Regions from separate parts of the Macaca mulatta genome. Here region 1 is linked to region 2. The links are chromatin contacts, called in public Hi-C maps. All regions are on one chromosome and are shown on one strand. The core of a region is the stretch at or near the end of the contact, and the rest is flanking DNA. Distances in the headings are between cores, read along the strand shown.

Region 1 (6,818 bases), core at 2,725-5,224, 99 kb before region 2:
TCAGAGCTAGTAAGCTTTGCCTACCACTTCCATCTCGACTGGTAATTAAGGCTCTTATTTAACACATAACGATAGGAGTAAAATATTTCTGTTTTAAAAGGAAATTCTATGCTATGGTGGTATCCTTTGCAAATGTCAAGGATCAACTATATTTTACTATGTCTTGATTCCACTGTAGTAGCTCTCTTCTTTTGGGGGCTTCTGATATAATCAAACTCTCTTTTGATGTCCTTCAAAATAATCTAATAAGAACAGTATTTCAACATGGACACAAAGATGGGAAAAACTGACACTGGGGACTGTTTGAGGGACAGAGAGAGAAAGAGGTATGGCTTGAAGCGCTACTTATCAGGTACTATGCTCACTACCTGAGTGACAGAATCATTCGTACACCAAGCCTCAAAAACATGCAATTTACCCATGTAACAAACCCGCACATCTACCCCCAGAACCTAAAATAGAAAAGAAAAAAGAAACAGCATTCTGTTTTACCAGTTCTGATCTAAACCTTTATATGATACAAAGAAGTTTTTTTATTAGACTATGAATGTCTGTAAACAGAAAAAATACATATATTTATGTATATTATACCTACACATACTTACAACTCAAGATGTAAAAAGGTAAAGTCCTTCTCCTATCCATACATCTAAATTCTACTTAATCTTTCAAGATCAAGTATGTTTTTCTGTCCCGATTCAATCTCACAAAATCTCAAAATTGGGAGGAACTAAGAGAACAGGTCCAATTTTCCTATAAAGGAAAGAATGTCTCCTACAAAATGAATGCCCTGTCTTTGAATATTCTCAGTAAGAGCTGACTACCCGGGCCTGGCGCAGTGGCTCATGCCTGTAATCCCAGCATTCTGGGAGGCTGAGGTGAGCATTTCACGAAGTCAGAAGTTCAAGATCAGCCAGCCTGGCCAACATGGTGAAACTCCGTCTCTACGAAAAATACAAAAATTAGCCAGGTGTGGTAGCACATGCCTGTAATCCTAGCCATTGGGGAGACTGAGGCAGGAGACTCACTTGAACCCAAGAGGCAGAAGTTGCAGTTAGCTGAGATCACACAATTGCACTCAGCCTGGGCAACAGAGAAAAACTCTGTCTCAAAAAAAAAAAAAAAAAAAGAGCTGACTACCCATTTTATTAGCAGACGGCTCTGATTCTCTTCTCCTTTTGTATTCACTGGTGGTTCTTCTGACCTCCCCATCCCCCAACACTATGACAACCTCCACTTTACTCTGCTATAGATTACAGATTGTTATTTGAGTCCTTTTCATTTGATTATATACTTCCTGTGGACAAGTATTATCATTTTTGATTTTCTATTCCTTATGGTTTTATCTAGGAATTTTCTTACTTCTTCAATTTCAGTTTAAAGCCCTCTTGAAGTCAATAAGGAAAATGAAGCTGGTAACGTAACCAACGAAAATACCTTAGCAGTATCCAAAGAACCATAAGGGCTAGCACCTTTATTCCTAAATATACTAAAGATTTGACACTTCCCGGAAGAGGCAGCCCTAAACTTGACTTTTTTTTTCCCCATGGTGTGACTTCTTTGAACTTGTTTTTCTTACCTTCAGTTTCTTAATGATTACTTTGAAGAAAACAAAACAGTTCAGTATTATCTACATAAACAGAAGATGTTCATTCACTGATAGATGCAAACAATATTTACTAAGTATAGCTAGACAAATAATGAACTAAACAGATACAAATCCTACCCTCATGGAGTCGTATCTGGGCAGCAGAGTGTCAGTAAACAAGTAAACTGATAAATCAATGCATAATTCCAAATTGTGATGTATGCCTCTGAGGAAACAAAAATACAGTGATAGAAAATAACTGTAGAGAGGATCATTTTAGATAAATTGTCAGGGAACATATCTCAGAGGAGTTTATAATAAAGCCAAGATCTGAACTAACTGGTGCCAAACCAAAAAAGGGCTAGAGGACCAACACTTCAGGGAAGGAAACTAGCACAGCCAAAGGGTTCTACAATGTAAAAGCACACAGTATGTTGGCGGAACTGAAAGAAGGCAGAGGAACTATTAGGTAATCAACTAGAGTATGAATGTCACCACATAAAGATGAACTTCATTTATACATTAATCCAGAATATCTAGGTTCCACTCAAGGTTCAAATGAAAAGATACAGATTTCCCACCTCCTACGAGCCTCTGAATTGACGAATTCAGTGTTCCTTTTTAGATCTCAACCAAGTTGACCCCTTTGCAGAACTTGTCAATGACGCTTATATCCCATCTTCCTAGAAATAACTCTGCCCTTGGCATGTCATTCTTTTCTAGTGCTAAGGAGTGTGGCCTCTGTAGTCAGATTGTATTAGTTCAAATACTGGTTCAGCCACTTACAAACCGTATAATCTAGAGCAAGTTCACTAATCTCTTCAAACCTCAGTTTCTCAATGAGAAAAGGAAAAACAATACTAGTACCTACCTCTATGAGTTCCTGTAAGGACCCATATACATGCTTACAGTGCCTGAAACACAGCAAATGTTAGCGATGATCATATTCTCTTCCTTTATGACTGTTTCGAAAGTCTCCTGATAGCTCTTCTTCCGCTCATACCTCAAAGAACAGTTTTGTTTTCTTGGTCTCATCCATTCCTACGACTTCAGCAGTTGAAAACCCACAAAATATATTTCATTCAATACTAGACCTCACTCTGGAGCTTCAGGGTCCTTCTACACTTTGTGCCTTTACACGCATTTTTCCTTCCATCTGGAAGGCTTCTACCATCTGCCAAGGTAACGCTGCGAGGTCTCACCACAAACTGAATTGATAGTCTCAGGCTGAGTTTGCAGAGAACCAAAGTCACTCCTCTACCATCAGAGTACTCCCCTATCACATACATTATCATCTATTGTAGTTGTCTTTCTACTTATCTGTACCTGGTAACAACAGTAGCTAACGCTCACGAGTGCTCACCGCAGGTCAAGATTATCTCACTTATCTTCACAAGACAGTAGAGCGAGGTCACACGAGTGACAGTCAGAATTCCAACTCCAGCCGTATGCTTCCAGAGCCCAAGCTCTTAACCGCGAGGCTGCAGTTAAAATATCAATCAATGCTCGCTGACTAAAAGTACTAAATACGAAAGAGAGATCAAAAGATGACTGGTCAAGTCGCGTAGTTAAATCTGAACCCTAAGGTGACACGAAAAGAGGATGAGCAAGAGGGAGGGTTCAATTCAGGGCATTTAAAAGGATGAGGTTATTGGCCAAGTCCGCTAGGAACCCGAAGAGAGGCCGGGAAAGATGGAGTGAGGAAAGGAGTCAAGGGAAAGATGGAGTGAGGAGAGGAGTCAAGGGCCGCTCTGGAGGGGTGCATGAGATTGGGGGTCTAGGGAAAGGACAAACTGGATCGCATGCGACTGAATTTTCCAACGCAGGAGCCTCTGCGTTGCCTCTGCGCCCCTACCGTTGTATTCGGAAGGTCAAAGTGGTATCAACCACGGCGATGGCTGCAGCGCAGATCCTGGCTCTTCTCGCCTCCTCCCGCGGCGACGGCTTCTTTTCTCCGTTAGCCACGCAGGTACCTACTCCCGCTTCCGGTTCAAACCCTGCGTGACTGCACAGCGCCCACCTCTGGAAGAAGAAGCAGGGCCGAGCAGCGGCAGAGCACGGTGTGCCCATGCGCGCCAAGCATCACGCGGTCTCCGCGCTCAAAACACTCCCCCAAAACATCCGGCCCGTCGGAGCAAATGCGCCTGCGCCTCGTCCACCAATGGCCAGCGACCTAGCGTTTGCGGCTCGCCCTTCGGCTCGGGATCCGGGGTTCTCACCCGCCGTCCTCACCCTCCTCATCCCCGCCCCTCCAAGTTTGAGGACGGAAGTGACGACAGTTCCAAAGGCGAACGGAGGCGGGTTTCATTTCGGCGCCTTTCTTTCTCTGGCAGAAGCGATTGGCTGGCGTAAAGCGAAAGAGGCGGGACAAATTGCCGCGGGTTCAGTACCGCCACTGGAACCGGGAGATGCGGCGCAGGAGCTGTCGCTGTGTTTGCTTTAACCTGAGTCTTGTTCCTTATTGTGGTTCCTGCTGCGGTTTTGATCATGTTGTTACCCTCGGACGTAGCCCGGCTTGTATTGGGTAAGCGCGGGCTCGGGAAGGAGGGTTATTGGACCCGGCTATGCCGGACACAAGGACCTTTGAGGCCAAAGGTTTTCCCTGGGTTGGGGAAGCTTTAGGGTTTTGCCTCCCAGCTTACGAGTTGAGACTGGCGGTGATTCTTCGTCACTCTGAGGTTCTAGGCAGTTTAAGCTTCTTTGTATGTAGATGCTTCTCTCTTCAGAGGCTGCGTGGCGAGGGGAAGGCCGAGGGGAAGCTCGAGGTGCAACACCTGGAGCCGGATTCGGAGGGAAAGTCAGGCCTCCACAGTTAATTAGGACCCCTGAAAGAGCGTATGTCTGCATGACGGACGGGTTGCGTGTGCTTTAACCTTGGGCGCACTTTCCGTGGTTCATTGCTGGGACCAAAATAGGGCAAAGAGGGACTTCCCCGGCCCCCCATCTTTGTAGGGAGACCTTCCTGGCGCCCTTTTAATTACCCGCCCTTATAACTACGAATTTGGGAGTAAGGGTGATCTTCCTTCTCCATCCTCCACGCAATACGTCGTCCAGTGTAGAGGTGTGAAATGCCACTTGCATATTTTAAAACAGCAATTCCTGTACCTTTGATCAGCAAAAAATTTCAGAGGGTTAATTGCCTTAAATTAGTTGAATGTTTTCTAGCCCTAGTTTTACCTTCATTTGAGGAGGGGTGGTTTGTGGGTCACTTGTCTGTCAGGGTGTATTGTCTGAGTGAGAGACGGGTTTTGTTGTTTGTCCCTTGAAAGAATAAAAAGGATTGTACTACAGGGGACGAGAGTCACGTAAAGCTCAAAACCCGAGCCAGTGATTTACAGACGTCGTATGCGACGTCCTTAAAAGTAAATGGCAAGCATCTGTGATGAAACCTCCCGTAGTATTCGCAGCCATTACTACCATTATTTTATTGTTCGGAAAACCCATTTGTCTTGTGCCTCTTTTAAATGCCCAGCGCTGTCCACAAAAATGTTATTTGCGCAGGGCTCTTGATAAGCTCATTTTGCAGGAAACGTTAAACGGAAATGGTTCCACCATCCATTTTTGAAGAAACTAATGACAAGTTTAAACTGTTTTGTTAATATCTGGTTAATCTTTTGCTTAAGAATTCTGAGTTTTGGCAGTTTGGTAATCTAGTTGAGTTTCGGTAACTGTAGTCTTAGACATGATTTCTCAGCCTCAGTACTGTTAACATTTTGGGCCTAATAATTCTTTATTGTGGGGAGCTATCCTGTGCTCAAACATTGTAGGATTAAAAAGCAGCATTCCTGGCTTCTATTCACTAGATTACAGTAGGACACCCATTCCCCACCCTGCCCTTACCCAGTTGTGATTAGGGAAAATGTCTGTAGGTGTTGCTAGTATGTCCCCTGGAGGGCAGAATCATCCCTAGTTAAGAAAGTCCTAAGAAAGCAGTATCATTTTCTAATTGAAATAATTCGCATCAATTTGTGAGTATTCTTTCTCCACAAACCGGCTACTCTGCTGACTTCCTGCTTTTCATTTAATGGACAAAAAACGCCAGCCATGGTTTTCTTACCTTAAAAATCTTTGTCATTCACATTCCATTTTCACTGCCACCAGTCCCGCAATGTGCCTGCCATTACTTCTCGTTTGGACTTCTGTCATGGCTTCCTAGATAGTTGTCCTTGCAATTCATTTTATTTACTGCTGTCACAAATCTACCTGAAGCGTTCGCACTATACCTTTTATTCTGAAAGTTGATATAATTCTGTTCTTACTAAAAATTTCAAATGTGCAGGAGTATACAATACAAAAAAAAAGCCTCCCCATGCCTAATGCTCTTACTTTTGTTATTTATCGTTATACATCTTAAATATATATATATCGTGTATATCTTTCTCATATCAGGTTTATTATTTACTCATGATTCTTCTATCAGTACCCCCTCCCCATCTTCAGCTCTTCTTGTTATTGGCCCCTTCATAATGTTTTTTCCAGCAAGTCTTTGGGTGCTTAATGTGTTCCAAACACTGCCAATTGCTGAACATAGAGAAGTAAGTTTTCTCCCCTTAGTGTTGAGATAATTATGGTTTTTTTACTGTTACACACACACAAAAAAAACACTTTTCTAGACCCCAGTAGACATTAGACACAAACAGGACGTTCTGTCTGATGTTCTGTGTCACGCTTTCACAAGTCAAATGTATTCAAAGAACAAAGAATTCCGTTAGTTGCTGTTCTTCACCTACTTTTTATCCTTCAGGATACTGCACTCTGACTTTTGCATCTCACTACTCCACTTAAGTAGCCCTTGTTGCCTTGTTGGGATTTTACAAAATGTATGGGCCAGAATACATCAAAGTGTTGTTTATTGCCTCTGGGCCATCAGTTCAGTTTTTATCCGTTTATTCAAGGTGATCTGTGGAACTGATCCTACTTACCTCTCCAGCTTGATCTCAACTTCTTAACATCTACTTTATGCTACAGACGTGCCAAACAAATTGAAGTTTCTTTGGATATTCTTATATGTATTCTACTTCTCTTTGTCTTCCCAGTACATTTGCATTCAAGGTTCAGGTCACACCTGATCTCTGAAACTTCATTCAGCAAGTACAGTTAGTACTTTCTTAAATGTTGCCACAGCATTGTACTTCTGTTGCAACCTTATCATGTCTTATTGTAGCTGTGTGTTTACTTTTTTTGATAAAATATACATAACAAAATTCACCATTTTAAAATGTATAGTTCT
Region 2 (6,663 bases), core at 3,893-6,392:
CCAAATTTACATCACTCTTGCTCTGTGCCAGCCACTGGCATCTCTTTGTCCTAAACCCTATCCTGATACCTCAGGGTCTCTGCAGTGTGCCTCTGCCAGTCATAGCCTCCTCAGGCTGGGCACGGTGGCTCATACCTGTAATCCCAGCACTTTGGGGAGGCCGAGGCAGGTGGATCACTTGAGATTAGAAGTTTGAGACCAGCCTGGCCAACATGGTGAAACCCCGTGTCTACTAAAAATACAAAAATTAGCTGGGTGTGGGGGTGGGCACCTGTAGTCCCAGCTACTTGGGAGGTTGAGGTGGGAGAATCGCTTGAATCCAGGAGGCAGATGTTGTAGTGAGCCGAGATCGTGCCACTGCACTCTAGCCCGGGCAACAGAGTGCGATCCTGTCTCCAAAAAAATCAAAAACAAAACAAAAAACTTCCCCAGCAATCCATGGCTAGCTCATTTTTATTCTTCATGTCTTTTCTAATGACACATTCCCAGAGTGGTCCACGCTAACTACTCTATCTAAAGTTACCCTCTACTTTTTCCTCTCTTTAATATGAATATCTTTATTTCCTTCAAAGCACCTCTCACACTGTAAGTATGTGGTTCACATCTTTGTTTTATTATCCACCCCTCCAACATAATGCAGGCTTCCTGATGGCAGGACGGTGTCTCTTGTTCACTGCTACATCCCTATGACTTAGCGCAGTGCCTAGTGCTCATTAAATATCAGAAATGAATGACAAAATTATAGTATGGTCAGGACACTGAACCATACAGTGTACAATAAATACATGCTGAATGAACACTACCCATTAAGTTTTATCTACATAACACAATTATCTTTCAGGGAGGGCTCTAGTTTGTATTAATGGCCTTCTACCTAGTTCCCTGCCTCCTCTGACACCTCTCTACAGTCCATCCAGTTTTGAAAATGTAAATCCTCTGCCATGCCAGGCAGAGGTCAGCACTCCTACTGCAACTTCCATAACGCCCATGCACATTCTAACTGTTCCAGAACATATAATTTTGTAACTTTCAGGTGCCTTGATTGTCTCCCTACTAGACTGTGAATTCCAAGAAGAGACTGATTTTATTTATTTTCTATCCCAGTGATGGCAAACAGACTGATTTTATTTATTTTCTATCCCAGTGATGGCAAACAGACTGATTTTATTTATTTTCTATCCCAGTGATGGCAGCAGACATGAAACAAATATTTGAAGACAGTCTGAAACTTACCAATTACTCAGAGAAACAAAATTTCAGCTACAATAAATATGTTATGAAACCAGCAAAACTGATCATGAACTAAAGAGTAACTGAGGGCCTACTTTACATGGGAGAGTCAAAAAAGGCCTTCTAGCAATGTTAGTGGAGCTGAGAAATGAATGTTAAAGAGTCATCCTTGGAAAGATCCAAGAAAAGCACATTTGAGGCATTAGGAACAAGTAGGACAAAGGCCATGAATTAGGAACAAACTTGGCACACATACTAAGTATAGAAAGAAGGGTCCTGTGGCAAAAGCAGAGTGAGCACAGCAACAGCTGAGGTCACAGAGTAAGTAGGGCCCAGCAGATCATGATAAGGGTCTAGATTCTGGCCTGAGGGCAATGACAAGCCACTGAAAGCTTTTATGTTATAAAAAGACCACTCTGGCTGCAGTGTAGAGAACTGAGAGTACTAGGGTAAGATTAGAAAAAGGAAAGGGGGCCGGGTGTGGTGGCTCACACCTGTAATCCCAGCACTTTAGGAGGCTGCGGTGGGCAGATCATCAGAGGTGGATCACCTGGTGGGCTGGTCAGGAGTTCGAGACCATCCTGGCTAACATGGTGAAACTCTGTCTCTACTAAAAATACAAAAATTAGCAGGCATGATGGCAGGTGCCTGTAATCCCAGCTACTCAGGAGGCTGAGGCAGGAGAACTGCTTGAACCTAGGAGGCTGAGGCAGGAGAACTGCTTGAACCTGGGAGGCAGAGGTTGCAGTGAGTCAAGATTGCGCCCACGGCACTCTAGCCTGGGCAACAAGAGCGATAGTTGATCTCAAAAAATGAAAAAAAGAAAGAAATTAGCAACAGGAAGGAACTAGCATACAGGCTGGTAGGTCAAAGGGAAGAAGCAAGGTTACCAAAGCCAAGGGGTCAGGAACCCAGCAGAAGCAGGAACCACAAGAGAGACAGACACTGCCAGAGACAGACAGACAGACAGACAGAGAAATTATTCTGCCTTCTCCCTTCCTCCTATCTTCCAATCTTCCACCGGTGCCTCACACCGGTGCCTCACACTGGCTACACCCAGCCAGAAGCCAGCTGACATTGGTCAGCCTACAGTCATGCAGACAGAATAGGGGAGGGGAGAGAAATGAATCTGGGAGCAAATAGGCCCAAGACTGGCACAAGATAGGAAATTTTTTTTAAGTCTGAGTATTAAAAGAAGCTGAAAACTGGATCAAAACACAAAACAGGAGTTTCAAGGAGGGAGTGGTCAATAGTGTCAAATATAGGATAAAGGTCAAGAAGAAAAAACATGGGCCGAGCACAATGGCTCACACCAGTTTGGGAGGCCAGAAGTCCAAGACCAGCGTGCGCAACAGAACCAGACTCTGTGTCTACAAAAACTAAAATAAACATAGATTTTAAAAAATAATTTAAAACCACAGAAAAAGGAAATCACTGGTAATTTTCAGCTTGAGTGGCACAGAAATTTAACTGCAGAGAGTTAAGGAGAAATGGATGCAGAATAAATGGGAGGTAATGAGTAAAGACCACTCCTTTGACTAGAGAGAGAAAAGTGATTCAAGCTAGAAAGGCAACACGCTCCAATAAAGTCCATAAAGATTTGTTGAACATAAAAGAGACCTGATAAGCAAAGGGAAAAGAGCCAATGTAATGAGAGGTCAAATTCTATTCTACAAAATAGCACAGAAAACTGAAAATCCTGTTTATTGATTCAATAAATGACCATTTAATTCAAGTATCCAATACAACTGCTTCCTAGAGTTCAGTAACATGAATGTCACATATCATACATGAGAGCATGTACAGGCATTTTTTTCATGAGGAGTATTTGTTTTTGATTGTACGAGTATTTGTGTTTCATTTTAAGATTTTTTTTTAAGATGGAGTCTCACTCTGTTGCCCAGGCTGGAGTGCAGTGGCACGATCTCAGCTCACTGCAACCTTCCCCTCCCGGGTTCAAGCGATTCTCCTGCCTCAGCCTCCCAAGTAGCTGGGATTACAGGCACCCACCACCACGCCTGGCTTTTTTTTTTTTTTTTTTTTTTTTTTGTATTTTTAATAGAGGTCGGGTTTCACCATGTTGGTCAAGCTGGTCTTGAACTCCTGACTTCAAATGATCTACCCACCTCAGCCTCCCAAAGTGCTGGGATTACTGGCATAAGCCACCTCAACCAGCCTGATTGTAAGATCTTAATTAAACCATAAATTAAGAAGGTTCTGAACTTTTTTTTTTTTACATCTCTAGAGTACCTAGTTCACCTACCTCACTTAGTCAATACTGACTGAAACCCAAGATAACCTAATTACATTCTTGTGATTTCTCCACTCATCCCATGAGACTAACAAATGGCTAAAAACTATTCTTCCTTGGAAACCTACGCATTTTGACTTTTCTATTATCTCAGTCACCCAGGATCAGTTTTAGACTTTCTTTTCCCTTGGCTTCGCACCCTCACTCCATAATTGTAAAGTCCTACACTGGTTCTTCACAATCTCTTGCACAGCTCCTACCGCCAGCACCCTTGTGCAAGTGATGTTACTCTACGCCCAGACATAAGAACTAGAGTCATCTCCCACTGCAACAAAAACAAACACATCAATAATCCCTACTTAACTAGGGTCAAATCCATACACTCACAACATAACTGGATCCCCAAGCTTATTGCCCCAATCGACCTGGAAAACTCAAGTTTCACTAACCACACCCTGAAGGTCTCTACCTATTCCTGAGGCTTTGCCTGACAATCTGCGGTGCGTACTCCCTTGCTTACGCATGTGGAGAATAAATTCTTTGAGACTCCGCCCCTGTTGTGTTCTCTAAACACAATAATAAGAAGAGAGACATCCCTTGGAACACCCTCAGTATGTGAGCTTGCTTGATATATATCAAGTATATATATATATATTTGATATATATCCAGTATAATTTATTGTTTTGTTTTGTTTTTTTTTTTTTTGAGACGGAGTCTCGCTCTGTCGCCCAGGCTGGAGTGCAGTGGCCGGATCTCAGCTCACTGCAAGCTCCGCCTCCCGGGTTCACGCCATTCTCCTGCCTCAGCCTCCCGAGTAGCTGGGACTACAGGCGCCCGCCACCTCGCCCGGCTAGTTTTTTTGTATTTTTTAGTAGAGACGGGGTTTCACCGTGTTAGCCAGGATGGTCTCGATCTCCTGACCTCGTGATCCGCCCGTCTCGGCCTCCCAAAGTGCTGGGATTACAGGCTTGAGCCACCGCGCCCGGCTAATTTATTGTATTATCTGAGTAGTCATTAGCTTTCCCTGATAAATTTTAGGCTGCTCCAAAAAACGTCTGTTATGATCACATGGTGCCCTCTCCCCTTGTACGCCCAATGATTATCTATTGTATTAAAAAAGAAAAGGAACCTCTCCTGACAATAAAGCACACGAACATCTTTTAAAGAAAATCTCGGGAGCAGCTGCACAGGCCTGCAAAGAGGCTCTCCCCGATCCCACCGCTCAGGCCGGGCCAGCGCCAATCCCGGCCGTCCTGTCCGCCCAGACGCGTGCCCTCGTGTTTGACACCAGACACCTGCCCTGGTGTTTAACACGTACTGGTTAAACACACCAGTAACGCTCATTAAGATGATTACGCCGAGACCTCGGAAGTAGAAAAGTGCTGTAAAAATACGCGAGTCCCTGGGTGTTATGGGAGCACTTCGGCGGTTTTTGGACAAGACCCAGTCGCCTGCCTGTCCTGGGGCCTACGCCGCGCGCCCGGGCCGCCGGAGCTGCAACGGCCGCGGGCTGGAAGCTTTCGAGGCGGGGGACTCCTCGCTTCCCAGGTCTGAGCGCTGTGGGGACGAACCCCGCTCACCTGCACCAGCCTCCGGAGCAGGGGGCTGCGGCTGCGGGCGCCGCCGCGCAGAAGTGCCGCCAGCACAGCCATGATTGCAGAACGCCGAGGGGCTGCTGCACAGGCAGAGAACACCTCGGCGTCCTCCCCAACCCCGCACCCACAGCGACCCGGAGCGGGCACCGCCCATCCCGCCTCCTCCAATAGTAACCCTGGACCGTCACAGTCGGCAGCGATTGGCCGGCAGCCAAGGGTGGGGCGGAGCGTGGCGCTGGGACCCCGCAGCCTGGGCGAGGAAAGGTTGACAAGTGAATGACGTGGATGGAGACGCTGGCACCGGGGTCAACGAATACCTGACACGCTGCTGAATCCCGTGTCTACCACTTCTAACCCGCCGGGGCCGGTAGTTTATGTGTAATCCGAGATTTTTCGATTCACTGAGCATGTTTCCCTTAGGCCTACTCAGCACAAACTCATGAAAATATTTTAGGATTTTTTTTTTTTTTTTTTTTTTTTGAGACAGGATCTCACTCTGTCACCCAGGCTGGAGTGCACTGACGCGATCACAGCTCACTGCAATCTCGACCTCCAGGGCTCAAGCGATCCTCCCTCCCCAGCCACCCAAGTAGCTGGGACTACAGGCGCAAGCCTCCACAACCGGATAATTTTTGTATTTTTTGTGGAGACGGCGTTTCACCATGTTGGCCAGACTGGTCTTGAACTCCTGGACTCAAGTGAGCCTTCCTCCTCGGCCTCCCAAAGTGCGGGGATTACAGGCGCAGGCGACCACGCCCGGGTAATTTTTGTATTTTTTTGTAAAGACTAAGTCTCCCTATGTTGCCTAGGCTGGTTGCTAACTTCTGGGTTCAAGCAATCGACCAGCCTCGGCCTCTCAAAGTGCTGGGATTACAGCCGTGAGCCATCCCATCCAGCTGTGAAAATATTTTGAAGCAATCAAATTCCAGGCTCAGTCCAGATACAAATATGGGTAAAAGGCTTCAGGTGATTCCAGTCCCCAACCTTCAACCGCTCCAGCTGAGACCCCAGACATCATGGAGCAGAGACAAGCCATCCCCACCATGTTGTCTGAATTCATGATCCACAGAAATGAGGGAAAACAAATGGTTGTTATTTTAAGCCATTATGTTTTGGAGTAATTTTTTTTTTTTTTTTTTTAAGATAGGGTCTCACTCTGTCACCCAGGCTGGAGTACAGTGGTGCAATCATAGCTCAGTGCAGCCTCAAACTCCTGGTCTCAGGGGATCCTCCTTGTCTCTGCCTCCTGTAGCTAGGGGATCCTCCTGTCTCTGCTTCCCAAGTAGCTAGGACTACAGGCAGGTTCCACAATGCTAATTTTTTTTATTTGTATTTTATGTGGAGAAGGGGTCTTGTTGCCCAGGCTGGTCTCAAACTCCTGACCTTAAGACATCTTCTGGCGTTGGCCTCCCAAAGCACAGAGATTATAGGCATAAGCCGCCTTAACAGGTCTGTTCGGGGGTAATTTTTTTTTTTTTTTTTTTTTTTTTTTTTTGAGACAATGTCTCGCTCTTGTCACCCAGGCTGCAGTGCAGTGGCGTGATCTTGGCTCATTGCAACCTCTGCCTCCTGAGTTCCAGCAATTC

Evidence for each region. Hi-C and Micro-C count contacts between places; a contact is called where the count stands out from the background.
Region 1: a contact with region 2 is called in a Hi-C map of fetal cortical plate, with 2.0 times the contacts expected there. The contact joins the promoter of NPAT here to the promoter of ACAT1 in region 2. A contact is called at or near these places in 2 of 14 Hi-C or Micro-C datasets (fetal cortical plate and liver).

What each region holds. Positions count from the first base shown.
Region 1 is chr14:109,071,389-109,078,206 of T2T-MMU8v2.0, reverse strand. NPAT (nuclear protein, coactivator of histone transcription) reads left to right here and starts at 3,974. Exons shown (of 18, transcript XM_015115607.3): 1 at 3,974-4,112. The coding sequence starts at 4,076. It overlaps ATM (ATM serine/threonine kinase), which reads right to left and starts at 3,652. Exons shown (of 63, transcript XM_015115608.3): 1 at 3,444-3,652.
Region 2 is chr14:108,973,743-108,980,405 of T2T-MMU8v2.0, reverse strand. ACAT1 (acetyl-CoA acetyltransferase 1) reads right to left here and starts at 5,142. Exons shown (of 12, transcript NM_001265693.1): 1 at 5,063-5,142. The coding sequence starts at 5,134.